Regions from separate parts of the Mus musculus genome. Here region 2 is linked to region 1. The links are chromatin contacts, called in public HiChIP or PLAC-seq maps. All regions are on one chromosome and are shown on one strand. Each heading gives the region's core, a stretch centred on a gene start, on an enhancer-like site or on the middle of the called end of the contact. The rest is flanking DNA. Distances are from core to core; before and after follow the strand shown.

Region 1 (5,806 bases), core at 972-3,471:
GATTACTACATTATTGCTTATTGGCTGACCTTGAGATGGGAGAAATGACTTTGCTTATTCAAGGGGTTCCTGAGCAACCCCAAGGGTCCTTGACTGTAGAAAAAAAGGCAAAAAAGGTTGGAGTGATGAGCTTCAAGAAAAAAAATGATCCACTCTTTCTAGATTTGAGGAAGAATGGAGGAGCTCACGAGGCAAGGAATGGGAGCAGTCCCCAGAAGCTAGAAAATTCAGAAAACACATACATAAAAAAATCCCTCCACAAATATATGTATGTGCATGTACATGTATAGTATATGTTTATGTATATATATATATATATATATATATATATGTATTGTATATGTGTATGTATATGTATGATATATGCATATGTATATGTTTTGTTTCCTCTAAAAGCCATCAGCCTGGCCCATACCTTAATGTAAGCCTAATGGACTTCATACAACCAAAACCGTGGGCTAATACATTTGTCACTTTGACATTTTAGCCTTTTTAAGGAAGTTATGATTGTGGATTCTTTGTTTCAGTCAGAAAAACAAACCCCTCTGTAGTCCAACTGCTTCAGTGTTATGTGTATCGTCCCCCCCACCCCCCCCCATACTCTGTATGTGTGTTACAGAGATTTGAACCCAGGATCTTGTATAAACACTCTTCATTTGTTTTAAATCCTTAGACTTTTAAAAAAAGATCCTTAGATCCAACTCCAATTTTTTTTTAAAGGTTTATTATTCCTTTTTCTTTCATTGAGACAGGATCTCAATGGTAGTCCATGTGATCCTGAAACTCATTTCATGGCCCAGGTTTGTCTTGAAGTTGAGGCAATCATCCTGCTGAAAAGTCAGCTCAGGAACTCTGGGAAGGTCAGGACACACTAGCCCCTTGAAGGGAGAGGCGAATTAACATTTTTCAGACCACAGGGCAGGAACCGACCTGCGGGTGGGAACACATTCTGTAGGATGGACTGTTGCCTACCTCCAGACAATGGAAGTCCTTGTCACCTTATTCCCTAGAGACCAATCAGTTTAAAGGGTGCACTGTTCTGTGCACAGTTGCTGATTCTCTATACTGTCCCCCCGGAAACCATATAAAAACTCACTGAATGGTTACTGGGGGTCGCAGCCTCTCCTTCAGGTCTGGGAATACCCCAGTGCTTTGGAAAAATAAATTCCTCTTGTTTTTTTGCATCAATCCCTGATCCACGTGGCTCACTCAGGGGGTCCCTGGTAAGCTAAGGCTCCCTTGAGTCTTACACTGTCTCAGCCTCTCAAGTGCTAGGATGCAGGTATGAAGACACCAATTTTCTTTTTTTTTAAATCTTGAGACAGTTTTGATAATTTGTGAAGGATAATCTTGAATTCACTCTGTAGACAAGGAAGGAAGGTCTTGAACCAGGGATCTTCCTGCCTCAGTTTACCAAGTAGCTGGAATTACTGGCTGTTTGGTTTCAGACCTGTGGACAAGGGACCAAGGTGCATATTTTACACATCAAAACAGGCTGGGCCTACAGGTTCTCCCAGCATCCTTCAGTCCTTACCTGACATACCCTGTCCCCAGTCCTTACTTTTCCTGCCCAGGGGTTGGGCTGCCTTTCCCCCAAAGATCTTCCCTATATAATCCAGACATTTTGGGCTCCCTACTCTTCTCTGTGTCCCGAAGCTCTTTCTGTCTCTATTCTCTCATGCCCCCTCCATGGTGACTTCCTTGGCCTAGGTCCCTGGGGCCAGTGAACTTGCCCTAGAGCAGCTTTCCAATAAACCTGCCTATATAATTTAATCTGGCTTGAATTGGCTCATTTCACCGGTGAAGCAATAACTCATCACTGTTCTGTACCACCAGCCCTAGTTTTGACATGACTTATACAACTCCTTTGTTTGAGCCTGCTGCTAACTTCATCCTTCCATTTCTACTCCTGCAGTGGTCTGTGTCCCTCTGAAGGTCACATCTTGAAATTTCCTGTGTGTTGGTATTAAGAGGTGGAGCGTTAGAGGGGTGACTAGGTCATAAGGGTGGAGTCCTACGAAAGAGATTATTGCACTTTAAAAGATTAGGGAAATGGCCCAGTAGGAGAAGCAGTTGGTATGTAAACATGGGGAACTGAATTTGAATGCCCAGAACCAATATCAAAACTGAGCACAATAGTACTTATCTGTACTCCCAGTGCTCCCAGGGAAAGATGGGAAAAAAAAACAAGAGAATCCTTGAAAGCTAGTTAAGTTTTATAGCCTGACACACCCAGTGGCAAACAACAAAGAGACCCTATTTCAAACAACACCCAAAGCAAGGACCAACACCCAAGGTCGTCCTCTGTCAAATGTAGGCCGCGGTACACCGGTCCCCCCTCCCCCCCCAAAGTTACAAAGTCACAAGTACCTAGCACCTGGGACAAGGTGGATATACCACTATTGGTTAAGTAATTGACCTAAGCAATGTAGTAATCATCTTTTTAACCTAATTAGTACCTCCCTACACAGAAACCATTTAGACAATGGTATAAGACTTCTAAGCTTGCTGGGCAGTGGTGGCACATACTTTTAATCCCAGCACTTGAGAGACAGAGGCAGGAGGATTTCTGAGTTCGAGGCCAGCCTGGTCTACAGAGTGAGTTCCAGGACAGCCAGGGCTACACAGAGAAACCCTGTCTCGAAAACAAACAAACAAACAAACAAACAAACACCTTCTAAACTCCCTTTCCTCCCAACCTGAAATCCTAACTCAGCTCTTTCTGAATTTTTATTCATCTCAAATCCTACCTTGAAAATTGTCTTGCTGGTGGGTGATGTTCACCTGCAATCTCAGCTCCCAGGGGCGGGTGTGTGTGTGTGTGTGTGTGTGTGTGTAAGTAGGAGCATTGGAGCAATGGGAGGTGGAAGCACGAGCATTGGGGGCAGTTCAGTGTAAACGGAGGTATCAGTTGCATCACTGGGACTATTAAATAGTACGGTTTTATACTTTCCTTCTTTTTTAGCACTTTAGATCAAAGCCTAAGTATTACATGAATGGTAAGTGCTCTACCACTAAGGCACATCTCCAGTCCCATCTTCATTTTCCATAGTGACTAGCTTTTAATTTTCTTTCACTATAAAAATATAGAAGTAATTAAGGTTGTAGCTCGGGTTAGTAGAGTGCTTGCCTGGGATTGATCCCAGCACTGCATAAACTGGGCTTAGTCATGTGTGCCTGTGATTCTAGCACTAGGGAGGCAGACACAGGACAACCAGAAATTCAAGGCCATCCTTACTACATAGGGAGTCTGAGGTAAGCTTGGGCTACCTGACACCTTCCCTCAATTTTATACACACAGGAAAGAACCCCGTCATTCGCTCTCTCTCTCATATATATATATATATATATATATATATATATATATATATATATGTCACTGTCTTCAAACACACCAGAAGAGGGTATCAGACCCCATTACAGATGATTGTGAGCCACCATGTGATTGCTAGGAATTGAACTCAGGACCTCTGGAAGAGCAGTCAGTCAGCAGCATCTCTCCAGCCCCTCTTTTTACATTTTATTTAGATCTTTTATTCCATTCATTGTTCATATAAACAAGGTTTAATGTCTGACACATGCTTTGTAGGTATTAGATGCAAAGTCATTAAAACATAGGCCCTTCTTGCTGGGTATGGTGGCATATGCCTGTGATCCTAGCACTCAAGATCACAAGTTCCAGACCAGCCTGGGCCACATAGTGAGTTCTAGATCAGGCTGAACATCATAGCAAGACTCTGTCTCAGGAAAGATAGCTCAGTGGATAAAGAAAGACATTTGTCACCAAATCTGATGACCTGACTAGATTCCCGGGACTCACTCTAGAAGGACTACCCTGCAAGCTGTCCTCTGACTTTTACATACTCATAGGTATACACACACACACACATGAAATAAATAAGTAAATAGTTTTTTAAAAAAGGAAAACTATAGGGGGCTGGAGAGGTGGCTCAGCAGTTAAGAGCACTGGCTGCTCTTTCAGAGGTCCTGAGTTCAATTCCCAGCAACTACATGATGGCTCACAATCATCTGTAATGAGATCTGATGCTCTCTTCTGATGCATCTGAAAACAGCTACACTATACTAATATTAAATAAATAAATAAATAAATAGATAAATAAATAAATCTTAAACAAAAAAGGAAAACAATATATACATATGATATATGTATGATTTCTTCCCCAATGTAAGTCAGCCAATTAGAGCAAGAGAACTAAATTAGCAATTACACACACACACACAAAGAGAATATGTGATTTATAGTCACACCCCAGTTACCATTAGCTCCTACCAGCAAATGTTGGAAATTAGAATGACCGTTACCATCCCTGAATTTGCACATGACCTTGCGTATGATTTTTCTGTGTGTGAGTGTAAGTTGTACCATGGCACACATATGGAGGTCAGAGAACAACTCTTCGGGTTATTTCTCCATTCTCACCTCGAGGGACTGGGTCTCTGGTTTCTACTGCACTGCATATACTAGGCTAAGAGGCCTGGGAACTTCCAGCATCCTCTTCCTCCACTTTCTATCTCACTGTTAGAGTTCTGGAATTACAGACACACCATCATATCAGGCTTGTTGTATTCCAGGGAACTTGGGTCATCAGGCATGAATCAAGGATATTGTTATGATTCTCTAAAATTAATCCCTATGTTTGACGTGAGCCTTACAAAATCCACATAGAATTTATTATGAATTCATCAATACTGTCAAGTTTAGTAAGAAGGATAAATGCCAAGATTGTTTTTTAAATGTGTGAAGAACAATTAGAAATATCTTGCCTGAAGAGGCCAACTCATAGCTAAAGACATTGGTAGTCGGGCAACACATTATTGACCTTGTATGAGAATTAGCGTATTGAACACTCGTTCCAGAAACACCCTTATTTAAACCTTGGTTTTATTGAGCTTTCAAGTTAGAGAGGAAGCAACAGAGTATTTGATGAGCACTGTTGGGATAATCACCTGTTTGGGGGAAAGGATCTCATACTTGAATTGAGTAGCACTAGAGTGTAGCTCAGTCTAGAGCGTAGCTCAGTCTAGTCTAGAGCGTAGCTCAGTCTAGTCTAGAGCGTAGCTCAGTCTAGTCTAGAGTGTAGCTCAGTCTAGAGCACTTGCCAAGAGACCCTGGGTTTGATCTTTAGCATCACAAAATGAAACGCTGAGCCTCTCTTTCCTTGTTTATCTCTTTCTTACAGTCGCTGTGAAAATGAAAAACGGTCTGCATGAGGTGCTTCGGAGCATCTGTGACTTATAAACCCAGTTACCGTTAGCTTCCACCAGTAACAGTTGCAAATTAGTTACAATCCCTGACCTTTGTAAACAAGCAAATGAAACTCTGTTATTCACTACGTTTGATGGTGTCTCTCAGTACAACTGGCCACTGAAATATTGTACAAAATGCCTGTAGCACTTGCTATTCAGGCTGCAGCTGGTTTGCCACAAATTTCATAACTCACCTCTACATCACACATGGACACGTCCTTAAAAGCAATATATCTATCACAAACCAAGAGCTTCAAACCCCAAAGGACTCAGTTCTGTTTCTCTAAATGTCTGAGCTTAATTTCCAAAAAGGTTTTTTTTTTTTTTTTTTTTTTTTTTTTTTTTAGGCCAAATGTTTCCCAGAAACCTAAGTGACAGAGTAGAGCCGGGGAATGAGGAGACGTGAAGTTATGTCTTGGCTCAATTACAAATGCAACCAGCTGCCTTACAGTTAGTCAAATTTTTGAGACATTTGTTCCCTCAAGCATAAAATAGAAAGAATTGCTGCTTTTCTTATTCCAAAAGGCAGTATAAGAGG
Region 2 (5,806 bases), core at 1,814-4,313, 73 kb before region 1:
TCTTCGCACTGGATCCAGAATTCAATTGCAAATGTGTTACTGGTGGCTTACATATGTTATATATGGTGGTGTTCCCTGCCTGGCTAGGAAACTATTTTCTAAGTTAATCCACAGTGATCGACTCCCCTGTCACCAACTAGCAGCAGCTGACATTTATCAAGCTCGAAGTAACCAGCTGCTCTGCTCAGAGGTTTACCTGTAGCGGTCTCCTTAATCCCCAAATCCTGGAAGGCAGGTCCTAGAATGCTTGGTTTACAGAGGACAAAGCAGAATCAGGAGACTGATAACTTACTTTGGAGGAAATGGGATTCGAGCCACTTGCTAGAACCAAGTCTCTTAGCTACTTAAACTTCCCAAAGCCCACAAGACCTTGTCTTCAAAGAAGTAAGCCTAGAACAGTCTCTTTAAAAAAGAAAGAAAAGAGCAGGGCTCAAGCTGAGCATGGTGGCATACACCTATAATCCCAGCGCTAGGGAGGTCAAGACAGCTACATAGACACTGTCTCAAAAAAAAAAAAAAAAAAAAAAAAAGAAAGAAAGAAAGAAAGAAAAAAAGAAAAGAAAAGAAGAGAAGAGAAGAAAGAAAACCAGAAAGTAGGGCCCCTAGAGTATTGAACCATCTGCAGACCATCCATCCAGATGACAGGTGATAAATATAATAGTTAAAACCAACATTCATTGAGCATTTTCTACATTTCACACAAAACAAAATAGGTTTTGTTTTGAGGGGATTTTGTTTTGTTTCGTGTTGTTTGTTTTAGACAGAGTCTCACGTAAGTCAGGCTGGTCTGGAACTCATTATGTAGTCAAAACTCTGGCCTTGAACTCCTAATCCTCTTGCCTCTGCCTCCCAAGTGTGCTGAGATTACAGGTGTAAGCCACCACACTGGGCTAAAGACACAGTTGAGTTCTACATGTGTTATTTAATGAAGTTATAATTTTAGACTTGTGTGTGTGTGTTTGTTAGTGCTGGTTGTATTTGCCATCATTAACTTCAATCACAAAGCTGTGCCGAGGGTACGATCATTGTCATCATCCTGGTCCCCACTTTGCAACAAGGTTGAAAAGTTAAAGAGACTTGCGGAGCAGAACCGGCAGCAGAAAAGCCAGCTTTGGGGCAGCCTGTATTCTCATCCCTGAAGTGCTGCAAGGTTTCGGTCCAGAGGTTACCACCAGAAATCAGTCTTACTTCCTTGACCTTGGACCGTTCTTCTCTACCTTTCTGCCTTTCTCTCTCCAGGGCTCTGCCTAGGCCCAGTTCTAGCTTGGGACCAGTACACATCTTTTCCAAAACCAGCAGCATGCAGGGCATAATGTACTACCCAAGGACCTTGCCCAGTTCCTCCTCCTGTTCCTTTAGGGTTACTCAGTGAGTTAGAGGGATTGGGGGGTCGGGGGTGGGGGTGGGGATTTCACTCTCCACTCCAAAAGTGCATAAGGAAAGCTTCTCTTGGCAAAGACCCTAACTGGGGCCTGCATGTCCACAGCTGTACTATTATCTTTAGACTCAGCCAGTGAGTCAAACTTTTCTGGGCACTTTTGGTTTTAGTACAGTCTTGCTTCCAGGCCAGCCCTGGAGCTGGGGCAGGCGGGAGATAAGGGAGGAATGAGAGGATGAACTGGGTCCAACAGAAAGGCCAGAGGGTTCAGATCCTGTCCCACTTACTCCCTGGGACACAGTGTTCTGTGTGGTTCCTCAGCTTTCTGTCCAGCATCTAGCTCCTGGGCCCTTCTCTTCCCAGCTCCATATGTCAACCTGTTCCCCATGCCTTAGGCACGTGGGCCCACACCGAGGCTTCACACTCTGGGAAAGGGATTGTGCTTCACGCGTAGGAAACAGAGGCTAGAAACCTTAACAGTTTCACCCTCCTGAGAAAAGCTTCCAGAAGCCCAGCCAGTCATTCTAAGCTGCATCTACTCCGTGCCCGTCTGCAAAGCCCTAGCTGGGCTATTCAAAATTCAACCTAGCCAGCTAGGATTGGGTCTGTCACAGCTGAGCATCAAGTTCTCACCAGATACCCACCGGGCCAAACTCTTCCTACCTACAATTCATACTCCTAGGGAAAGAGGAAGCACCGAGTTCTCCGTGGCCTTGGACGAGTCAAGTGTGTGTCATGAAGGAGGGGGCTGAGTCGGAGGGCAAGGGACAGAGCAGTCACAGGGTTCCCTGTCAGGAAGCGGAGACTAAGGAAGAGCTGAGCCTGCAAAGCTCCTGGAGTTTCTCCACCGGGCGTGCTGCCGCCCGCCGAGCGCTTTCTCGCTCTGTAGAGTACTCCCCATCCCCACCTGAGCCTCGGGACACAGCAGCCACAGCCGGAGCTGCTTTTACTCTCCGCAGGTGGGTAACGGAGGCAGAGAAGGAAGGCGCAGGATCGCACACGTACACTTACACTCATTATCCCAGCCTCAACTCCACCAAAGCCTTGCTCCAATTCTAGGGTCAAGAGAGCTGGGTCCCCTTCTGTCTCCGACCAAGGCTCCCGGTTGAAGGACCTCCCAGGGCTTCCCTAAGTGTGGACCGTGCGCGCCGCGGTGACTCATCTGCCCCTTTCGGGCGCAGCCCAGACAAGGGAAGAAATAAACGCAACTTTCCAAAGAAAACTCTGCGGCGGGAGGCTGCAGCAGGGGCGGCCGGCCTTCCGTCGGCCTGGCCCGGGACTCCGCGGCTCCGATCCCGCCCTCCGCGCGCGGCCCGGGACAGCGGGCACCACAGCACAGCGCTCCGGGAGGAAGCGCACTCAGCGCGGACGCGAGCGGGCGCCCGCCCTAGGCACCCGGTCACCAGGGGCCGCGCCCTCCCCGCGAGCCTCCGCTCGCGCAGGGCCGGGACGCCACGGAGCGGCCCCATCCCGCGGGGTGCTGAAAGCCACCGCCGAGCACGGCCACCCGCGCGCACCTTTCCCGCCGGGACCAGCCCCTCCCCTACCTGGCCCGGCGTGCGGCTGTCACCTGGGGCTGGCGCGTGCGAGCTCGGACCCCTGCTTCACCAACGCGCGCCAGCGGGCGCCTTTTAAATCTCCAGGTTACTCAGTGGGGGGAGAGAGCATGCGCGCTGGGGCTGCCAGGAGGGGGGCGGGGCAAGGCGGGTCGGAGGTGGGGGGGTGCTGGGAGGGGATGGAGGGGTGGGGCCGGTCCCCAAGGGAAGAAAGCGGGAGGTGGAAAAGCAGTCTCCTTTCTGGTCGCGACCGGACGGGCAGCCCCCGCGTGGCTCCTAGACTGCCCTGTCATTACCTAGGGCCGTGCACCGCCCCCTCTGCCGCTTGCCACCAAAACATTTAGGTAAAAACTACCCAGCTCCACGGGGTACCTCCCCTCTGCTCCTCGACCATTGCCCGCGCGTGCCATTCTGGACATCCTGCTGTCCAGGCACAACTGCGACCCACCCGCACTGGACCACGCCTTCAAAGGATCGGCCACATTCTGAGAGCTACTTTTCCTTGCTCTCAGAAAGCTAACTCAGTGCCTCTTTCTGCAACTCAAAGACAAAACTCCCACTTCTTTTTTCTTCTTTTACTTGTGGTTGCGTATAAGGAAGGAGAGGTGATAAATTGCCACCAAAATGTTCCCAGTCAAAGTTTCCAAAATGCCTGGACTGGCAGGAAGCGGGTGCAGGTGGGAGCGTTGCAATCGTAGGCTGATCCCGGGGTGGGGGTGGGGACTTTATTGTGTCTCTTTCATCCATGGAATTGTCTAAGGTGGAGAGACATTCACTTAGGCGACTTGTTGACCTCAATACCACAGGCTAGACATTTCTGCAGATATTTTTGGTGCACGAGACTAAGTAATCATAAAAATATCAGAGGGAAATGTGTTGTTGATGAATATTATATATTGGGCTAAGGGTTGTTTTCATCATCTCGGTATGAATATAAACAGACATTTTCCCCTTTGTTCTTATTCTCTGAGCAAGATACATATAGCCAGAGCTTACATATATGAGCATTTACATCGTATCAAATGTGTGTGATGTCTCAGTGAGAAGAAGTCCACAAGAAGATATGTGCAAGTTTATGTACAAATACTACAGCATGCTGTCTTGAGACCCTGGGGTGGATCGGGTATCCATAGGGTCCTGGGACCATCTGCACTACAGAATCCCAGGAAATGCTTTTGACATGGAGGACCTGGATGGCCTTAGATGGGAACTGGCCACTATGGTGCTGGATTGCAGTGTTTTGTTTGTTTGTTTTTGTTTTTTTGTTTTGGTTTTTTCGAGACAGGGTTTCTCTGTATAGCCCTGGCTGTCCTGGAACTCACTCGTAGACCAGGCTGGCCTCGAACTCAGAAATCCGCCTGCCTCTGCCTCCCCAGTGCTGGGATTAAAGGCGTGTCCCACCAACGCCCCGGCCTGGATTGCAGTGTTAACCCAGTGTTAACCCTTGTGCACCGTGGGGGCAAGTCCTTCCCATCTTCTGGGTTCTGTTCGAGGCAGCTAGTCAGCTGTCCCCCCAAAGGCACCCCCAGGTAGGAGGATAAGGATAGAAGAAAAAGAGAGACGTCAAAGGGAAAGCAAGAAATGGGCTAGTGGGGAAGAGAGCATATGTACAGGGGGAAACAGAGAACAAAATGTTAAGAGTCTGCATTCCGAGTCATTACATTAAATGTGAAAACCTTCTGGGCATAGCCTCCTTGGGAGCACAAGAACATTCATCCTAACTGGGATCTTGGCTTTCCAACATTTTTAACATACTTATCTGTAACCAGTAGAGAGCCCAGGGTGGAGTTCTGGTGACTCCGAGGGAGCCAGTGTCCCCTTTGCCCCAGGAAAAAGGGGCAGGAGTCATGGGGAATGCCAGGTCAGGTGGAAAATTACAGAGCCTAGAGAGTGGACAGTGGTATTTTCCAGGCTTGTGAGAGCAGTGGGAGCAAGAGTGTTGTCCCACCTCAGAGGACTGAGTGTCCTCTTGGTTGTCCTTTTCTTGTTCCTTGCTAGAGGACTGTATGTATTCTACTGGGTGACAAGACACAGTGAAGAGGGGGGAAGGACTCCAGAGATCCAAGACCATCCCCTAGAAACCTGCCATCTGAACAACAAAAGGTACTTTCTTCCCAAGCATTTACTGCTGGGGCCTGTTCTAAAATCCCTTCCCCTTCTGCAGATACTAGTTAACCAGTATGCCAGGAACTGTTTCTAAATGCTTAGGACAATCCGGACCTTACAGAAACCAAGGTAATTTCTCAGTTTAATTCCTTTCTCCCAAGTCCCCAGTCACAGTCTCCTGCAGAAACGAGGAGTCTGTCATCTAGCTGTGATTGTAACTTCAGAGCTCAGAGGAATTCATCACACCTGTGTTCCTCCCCACCACGCTGGGGCGGGCCTGTGTGAATAACTTCTCAATTCTCCACTAAGTCAGCTATAGGAAAACCATCATGACCCCTTTCCTTCCTGTCTTCTCCCTCCCCCATTGCTCACATGTGCACACACATACTAAAACCCTACTCCCTAGCCACTTCCCATTTATAGGAAATGGGGGATGATGTGAGGAGGAAGGCCATCCTTGGGGAACTGCTAATAGTCTGGCTGGATATTGGAGAAACCAAAGATGCTGGCAAAATGCATTAGCAGCTTCTGCCCCACCCCCTCCCCATCTTCTCCCCATTATCCTTGGGCTCAGAGCGAGCAGCCTCCTTTCTAGGAAGATGAGATACCTAGCTGAGAGTGGTAGGGTTTGCTGAGAAGGCTGAGAAGCCAGGAAGGACATACAGTTCCTTTGATGTTCTTCTCTCTTCTCCCCAACTGGATAATCCAAAGACTATGGTCATTTCACTATGTCTTTGCCGCTTCTCCTGCCTGCCTTAGGGGGAGA

What was found. HiChIP or PLAC-seq counts read pairs in DNA pulled down with a chosen protein or histone mark.
Region 2: a contact with region 1 is called in an H3K27ac HiChIP or PLAC-seq map of embryonic stem cells, with 7 read pairs. The contact joins the promoter of Slc45a3 here to the enhancer-like site in region 1. A contact is called at or near these places in 7 of 39 promoter capture datasets (the 3T3-L1 cell line, 3T3-L1-derived adipocytes, embryonic stem cells and 3 more), 2 of 484 Hi-C or Micro-C datasets (the G1E-ER4 cell line and embryonic stem cells), 5 of 115 datasets of contacts at active chromatin or transcription factors (the HPC-7 cell line, embryonic stem cells and epiblast stem cells) and 4 of 9 other capture datasets (adipose tissue, embryonic stem cells, liver and 1 more).

The regions. Positions count from the first base shown.
Region 1 is chr1:131,886,741-131,892,546 of GRCm38.p6, reverse strand. No RefSeq gene overlaps it. Among named protein-coding and RNA genes, the nearest start is that of Nucks1, 21 kb to the left of the region's middle. Within about 2 kb of position 2,221, at least 8 of the 459 cell types and tissues checked have an H3K27ac peak or open chromatin away from gene starts, as enhancers often do. A contact at or near this core is called in embryonic stem cells, where this site is marked.
Region 2 is chr1:131,960,172-131,965,977 of GRCm38.p6, reverse strand. Slc45a3 (solute carrier family 45, member 3) reads right to left here and starts at 3,063. Exons shown (of 5, transcript NM_001177628.2): 1 at 2,926-3,063.